Regions from separate parts of the Sus scrofa genome. Here region 2 is linked to region 1. The links are chromatin contacts, called in public Hi-C maps. All regions are on one chromosome and are shown on one strand. The core of a region is the stretch at or near the end of the contact, and the rest is flanking DNA. Distances in the headings are between cores, read along the strand shown.

Evidence for each region. A called contact is a pair of places that touch in the nucleus more often than the background predicts.
Region 2: a Hi-C map of retroperitoneal adipose tissue shows a contact between it and region 1, with 2.2 times the contacts expected there. The contact joins the enhancer-like site here to the promoter of ODF3L1 in region 1. A contact is called at or near these places in 12 of 47 Hi-C or Micro-C datasets (adipose tissue, embryonic fibroblasts, fetal heart ventricle and 5 more) and 1 of 2 datasets of contacts at active chromatin or transcription factors (skeletal muscle).

What each region holds. Positions count from the first base shown.
Region 1 is chr7:57,936,989-57,940,287 of Sscrofa11.1, forward strand. It overlaps ODF3L1 (outer dense fiber protein 3-like protein 1), which reads right to left and starts at 2,032. Exons shown (of 4, transcript XM_001929275.5): 1 at 1,812-2,032; 2 at 884-994. The coding sequence starts at 1,932.
Region 2 is chr7:57,976,778-57,980,420 of Sscrofa11.1, forward strand. CSPG4 (chondroitin sulfate proteoglycan 4) reads left to right here. Exons shown (of 10, transcript XM_003128485.6): 4 at 1-245; 5 at 553-729; 6 at 3,428-3,626. Among named protein-coding and RNA genes, the nearest start is that of CSPG4, 29 kb to the left of the region's middle. Within about 2 kb of position 2,319, at least 14 of the 83 cell types and tissues checked have an H3K27ac peak or open chromatin away from gene starts, as enhancers often do. A contact at or near this core is called in adipose tissue and retroperitoneal adipose tissue, where this site is marked.

The sequences.
Region 1 (3,299 bases), core at 782-3,281:
TCAGCCCCACTCCCCCCCCAGGGTGTGTCTGGCCTGCCTCCTGGCAAGATCCTCCTCTCCCAAGAAAGGACAGAGGGCTCCCTTCCCAATCCTTGGACTCGGGTATTTCGGAAGCCTTGATTTTCTGCAAAATGGGGCTTTTAATACATAATTTAACATTCTCAAGGTCTTGTTCAGGAGTCCTCTGGGGACACAGTGGGTTAAGGATCCAGCAGGTCCTGCTGTGGCACGGGTTTGATCCCTGCCCTGGGAACTTCAGGCATGGCCCAAAGAAAGAGCAGATTCTGTTCAGAGGAACAGATAAAATAACAGCTGCGTCTAGCGGCTTGGTCTGCCCCCACCCCATAAGGGACTGATGCCAAGGGGATAATAAAAAGCTAATGGATAATTTTAGATGAAGAATGGGGTCCCAGTCCCAGAAAGGGGGTTTTCCTCCTGAAGAGGGTGTGTCCCCCCCAAGGAGGGGCCTATATCTCAAACCTCCAGATACACCCCCACCCTCTTCTCTCACTGGCCTTGCCCAGCAGGCCCAGCTCCTCTGTGACCCTCTGCTCCCACCCTTCCAGGGGATTCTAAGCCATCTGGGACACTTCGGGGTCCACCACCCCCACCACTTTCCCCCCAGCTACTCCCGCCCAGCTGCTGTGGCAAGTGAACCCACGGCAGCCAGAGTTAAAGGACCCCAGCGAAAAAGCAGGCAGAAGGGGACCCTGCTCTGCCTGCTGGACGTGGCATCGTCCCCTCTAAGCTCAATCTGGAGGTCCAGGCCGGAGAGGCCCACGGATTTGCCTTCAGAGGGACAGGGCACTTGGCATCCTGCCAGCTTCCTCTTGGACCCAGAGGGCCACCTGTGTGTCCCATTCAAGGGAAGGTGAGCACTCACGTTTCTCTGAGTGCCGGGTGTGCAGGGTGTAGGCCGGCTCCTGGAACATGGAGATATCATGGTCTATGTAGCCCGTGCAGGACGGCCGGAGGTACTTGGCAGGCCCGGGACCTGTGAGCACAGACGGGGCGGCCCTGAGCCTGGGCCCGTCAGATCAGAGGTGGGAGAAGCCCCAAATGCAGTGGGCCTCGTGAACATGGGGAGGGGGCAGAGGGTGGGGCGGTCTTTGCTCCCACTGATGTCGCACTGCCACCAATCCCACCATCGAGCTGCTTCCTTTGGGGAAAGGCAGTATTCCCAGATAAGATGCAGTTTCTCTCCGACAGGCAATGCATAGGAAGAAAAGTAATAATTACAAGTAACTGAGAGTTTATTCTGTGCCTAGTACTATGCGGAGCATTTTCCACGGGTTATTTCAGTTAAGCCTCTCAACACCTCTGTAAGATGCATACTCCTAATCTTCCCACCTTACAGATGAGAAAAACGAGGCTTAGAAATATCAATTTGCCCAAAGTCACACAAGTTGTTAGTGTGAAAATTCTGAGCCATTAGCCAACAGAGCCCAAATATTTAATCATACGCTAAACCACCTCCCATACAGAGCAACAATCAGTCATTCACAATGTAGTAAGAATCAGTTTGTCTGCTTTCAGTTGAGCATAAGAGTGAAGGGAAGTGAGGAAAGCTAAAGCTGGGCTAAAGATGCCACTGAATCCCTAGCATTTTTCCAAAACTGGCTTTACTTCACATCCCTTACTCCCTCTCTCCCCAAACCACCCCCCAAAATTCCCAGCAGCTAGTATTGCCTGCAAGGTTCAGCTTGGAAACTGATCTTCTGTAGCTTCAAGGGCTAGAAGGCTGGGACACTCTCAGCAGCTCTGCAGAGAGGGGAATGAGCCCAAACCCAGGGCAGGGGGCCTGCTCTCACCTTTGATGGTTGCCAGGACCACAGGGGTCTGCTTTACCTCCTGCCCCGAGGGCACCTGCACCTTCTTCTCTGGGTGCTGCCCATAGAACACAGGGTTCCTGGCCCCCTTGGGCAGTTTCATGCCTGGGGCCCAAGAGGGAGTAATAGCAGATTGCTGCTGAGAGATCTAAGTGGCTGGCAAGGAGCTGGCCCTGGGTCCTCTGCCCAAGGCCCCGGGTCCACTCTCTCTCCCTGGCACCAGAGGTTGCGTGGAGGCTGGGAAGGAAGACGGTCCTCCGGTTTGAGCAGTGGAGGCCGGCTGGGGTGCAGCCAGCTGCAGGGGCCCGCAGTCTGGAGCTAAGGATGACATCACCACAGAACTTGGACTGTGAAACCCAGAGTGTTTATTTCCCCCAGTTGCCGTGGCGCCTGAACCGTGGCTGAGAAATTCTACGCTGGCAGCTCAGTTGCGGAACCCTGAGGACTCAGTGGGGGCCCCACGGTCCCCGATCCCAACCCGACTAAACATCCTGAGGGTCCATCCCCAGGGCTCTGGGTCGGGAAGGGAGAAGGGAGAGGTGGAGTGACAGATCCAGCTCTTCACTCCTGGTGGGTGCCCTGAAAGAGTGCACCGCTCATGGGTAAAGGGTTCTTGCCACCTGCACAGCCGCCTGGGGGTGGCCCTCTGCTCCCTGCCCCTCCCAACTCTCCCCCCCCCATATTCTAGATGCCCTCCCTTCTATCACAGTCTGGTTTTTCTTGGGAAAGTTTCAAGCCAATTATTTCACACTAAGGTGGGACTGTCTGATAGCTTCCCAGGTTTTTATCCCAGGGTGTGACATCTTTAGAGGAATACTACCTGCTGCTGGCATTTCAGGCAGGGACTGGGGAAAAAATGAAGGCACATAGAGGGTAATGCTGAGGCCTCCAGAAGCTACTTCTGGGAACTGTATCTAGTCCCTTGTGATGGAGCATGATAATGTGAGAAAAAGAAGGTAAATATGTATGTGTGACTGGGTCACCTTGCTGTACCGTAGAAAATCGACAGAACCCTGTATACCAGCTATGATGGAAAAAATAAAATTCATTAAAACAAAGAAAAAAAAGAAGAAGCTACTTTCGTTGCTGGTGGTCAAGAACGCCCCCTGCGGTGGCAGGAATGTGAGGAAAGACATTGAAAGGCAGGGAAGCTATCCAGCTGCCAAAAGATTGATGGATGAGCCCCCCCGCTGAGGAAATGCTAGAGACCCCTTCACCCCTAAAAAACAGGAGGCTGGGGGGCCCTGGGGTCTGCTTTTACCCACCACTTCATAGCTCAGATGAGGGATTTGGTCTGGAGGAATGACTGCTGGCTTTAGAGAGGGTGTCACAGCCTCGGTACACAGATTAAGAAACGAGGACCAGAAAGGAGTAAAGACTTCCCCGGAGTCTCCTATTGCATTAGCAGCAGAGATGGAACCAGAGCACAAACCCCAGGACTCTCTTTGGATCAAAGGCGACAAAACCACA
Region 2 (3,643 bases), core at 1,069-3,568, 40 kb after region 1:
CCCTCCAGGGCATCCGCATGGAGCTGGAGGTGCTGCCTGCTGCCATCCCACTGGAGGCGCAGAACTTCAGCGTCCCTGAGGGCGGCACCCGCACCCTGGCCCCTCCACTGCTCCGCATCACGGGGCCCTACTTCCCCACGCTGCCGGGCCTCGACCTGCAGGTGCTGGAGCCACCCCGGCACGGGGCCCTGCGCCGAGAGGAAGGACCTCCAGACGGAGCCCTCAGCACCTTCTCCTGGAGAGAGGTACGGCTGTCATAGAGACCCAGGGTGCACCTTGGGAGGCAGGAGCCCACATCTTTAGAGCACCTCCTCTTTAGATACCTTATCTCATCACTGGCAGGGAGAGATGAATGTCCCGGTTCCCTCACTCCTTCATTCCTTCACTCTGGGAGGAATGGCCGTCCCCATTTCCACCTGCAGAAACTGAAAAGCCCTGAAGGAGTCAATCTCCTCCTGCACCCAAAGGCAGGGCATGAAGGGTGCTGGGTCTGAGACCCACCAGGAGTCAGGCCTGCTGGGGCCTGACCTCCAGCCCTGGACCTGCCCGCAGGTAGAACAGCAGCTGATCCACTATGTGCATGATGGGAGCGAGACGCTGGCAGACAGCTTCATCTTAGTGGCTAATGCTTCAGAGATGGACCGCCAGAGCCATCCCGTGGCCTTCACCATCACCATCCTGCCTGTCAACGACCAACCCCCTGTCCTCACCACAAACACAGGCCTGCAGGTGAGAGCATTCTAGAACCACCTCCCGCCTCCCCTCCCAGAGAGAGACCCAGCACATAGCTCCCCCTTTCTGAGCCTCAGGTTCCTCTTCTGTAAAATGAGGACACTGCCACATGCCTCACTAGGTTATCGGGAAGCGAGAAGAGCTATTGCACTGAAAATAGAACACAGGTTAAGGCTTTCTTATTGGACACTTCTAAGTGCAGTAGACAGCCTTGTGCAGGGGCATGCTTGGCCCTGTCTTCCCTGGACTCACCTTTAGCAGGAAGCTTTTGCAGTGGCTCAAGACCAGATCTCCTCGGAGTTCCCGTCATGGTGCAGTGGTTAATGAATCCGACTAGGAACCACGAGATTGCGGGATTGGTCCCTGGCCTTGCTCAGCAGGTTAAGGATCCAGTGTTGCCTTGAGCTGTGGTATAGGTCGCAGATGCGGCTCAGATCCCACATTGCTGTGGCTCTGGCGTAGGCTGGTGGCTACAGCTCCAATTAAGACCCCTAGCCTGGTAACCTCCATATGCCACGGGAGCAGCCCCAGAAAAGGCAAAAAGACAAAAAAAAAAAAAAAAAAAAAACAGAACTCCTGAAGAAAATTCTTTCAAACCCTTAAAGGTAAGAGTTCCCATCATGGCTCAGTGGAAACGAACCCGTCTAGTTTCCATGAGGTTGCGGGTTCAATCTCTGGCCTCACTCAGAGGGTTAAGGTTCCAGCATTGTAGTGAGCTGTGGTGCAGGTGGCAGACACAGCTCGGATCCCACATTGCTGTGGCTGTGACGTAGGCTGGCAGCTACAGCTCTGATTCTACCCCCACCCTGGGAATCTCCATATGCCGTGGGTTCAGCCCCAAAAAGACAAAAAGATAAAAACAAAAAAAACCCTTGAGGGTGGACTCCAACTGCTCCCCACTTCCACCTGCAGCAAATCATGGCCACAGCTTGGCTCCCCAGCTCGCTGCCTCTTACACTACTGCAGAGTAGTGGTGCCCCCATCCATCAGAAGTGGAGGTTGAGGCCAAGACAGGTATCATAACTTCTCCATGGGTCACAAAGGAAGTTACTGGTGGAACTGAAAGAGTGTGGCTTGACCGAGGCCACACAGCAGGATAGCGAATGGCTGGGCCTTGGATGCTGACTTCTATGGTATGAACTCTGGGTCAGAAGCAGCCATGGAAGGTTTCAAGAGAGGGCTGATGGGATGTCTGTGACATGGGGCACTGGGAATCTTTGCTGGTATAGGATGTGCCTGGTGGAGAGGCCAGCAGAGGGTAAGGTACAGCTAAGGGCTGCCCTGGGACCACAGTCAGATGGTGCTGTGTGGCATTTCAGCCACAAGATGGCGCTGCCCACTGTGTTTGTGCCGGGAACCCCGCGCTGACGCTTGGCCTCTGTACTTGGTGGCCCTCCTTCCAGTGTTCCGGCAGAGGTCTGCCTTGGGCTGGGGGAAGGAATCCCAGAGGGCTCAGTTTTCCAGGGATAGAAACCCCTCCCCAATACTGCCCATAAGTTGCTGACCCAGCAGGACATGTAACAGGGCCCTGGGAGCAGGATCCTGCCCTGCTAGCTGGTGGGAGGCCTCGGGGAGGAAGTGCTCCCCTTCCCTCTGAGCAGAGGGAGAGGCTGCCTGCACCCAGCATGTTCTCACCCACCTGCCTGGGGCCTGTGATTGCACTGGAAACACTGGGCTCCATCCCTCCCAGTATTGCTCCAGCTTACCAAGCCTCCCATACCCTCCCTCGTATGGAAGGGGAGCCCATTTCTAAATATCCTGGGCAGGAGTTCCCATCGTGGTGCAGCGGAAACGAATCCGACTAGGAACCATGAGGTTTCAGGTTCAATCCCTGGCCTTGCTCAGTGGGTTAAGGATCCAGCATTGCCGTGAGCTGTGGTGTAGGTCATAGACGTGGCTCAGATCCTGCGTTGCTGTGGCTGTGGTGTACGCAGGCAGCTATAGCTCTGATTACACCCCTAACCTGGGAACCTCCGTGGGCCGTGAGTGTGGCCCTAAAAAGACAAAAAGACTAAATGAATAAATAAATAAATAAATATCCTGGGCAGACCAAAATCACCATGCCCAGGAATTCCTGTTGTGGCGCGGCGGTAATGAACCTGACTAGTATCCATGAGGACACAAGTTCGATCCCTGGTCTCACTCAGTGGGTTAAGGATCTGGCTTTGCTGTGAGCTGTGGTGCAGGTGCTACTCAGATCTGGTGTTACTGTGGCTGTGGTGTGGGCCAGCAACTGCCACTCTTATTAGACCCTTAGCCCAGGAACTTCCATATGCCAAGGATGCAGCCCTAAAAAGCCAAAAAACAAACAAATAAACCACCGTTCCCATAGTGTGCCAGACTCACCATGGAGGGTCTGAAGAGAGACCCCTGCCCTGCCAGTGAACCACATTAAGCAGCACTCCGGGTCATGGTAAAGGGCTCTCTAGAGGTAAATTTCCATGAGTTCACCTTAGAGACAAGCAGGATTCGGGCAGGTGGGGAGCAGGGAGCTTTCGCATGGAGGCCCTTGGGCTAACAGGGCAAGGTGAAGGGGCTGGGGCTTTGTGCAGGGAAGCCCAGGACAGCGTGCACCTCCATGCCAGCTAAGAGCCTGAGCCCAGTGCTTGGAGCCCTGCTCGCCACCCCAGGGCCTGGGAGGAAGGAAGTGGGTGAGCTTGGCCAGGGCAGAACCTTCACAGGCTTGTGTCCCCAGATGTGGGAAGGGGCCACTGTGCCTATCCCTACGGAGGCCCTTAGGGGTGCAGACAACGACTCAGGACCCGAGGACCTGGTCTACACCCTTGAGCAGCCTATCAACGGACGGGTATTGCTGCGGACAGAGCCGGGCACCGAGGTCCACAGCTTCACCCAGGCCCAGCTGGACGGCGGGCTTGTGCTGTTCTCACACAAAGGTAAGTGCTGAGAGGTG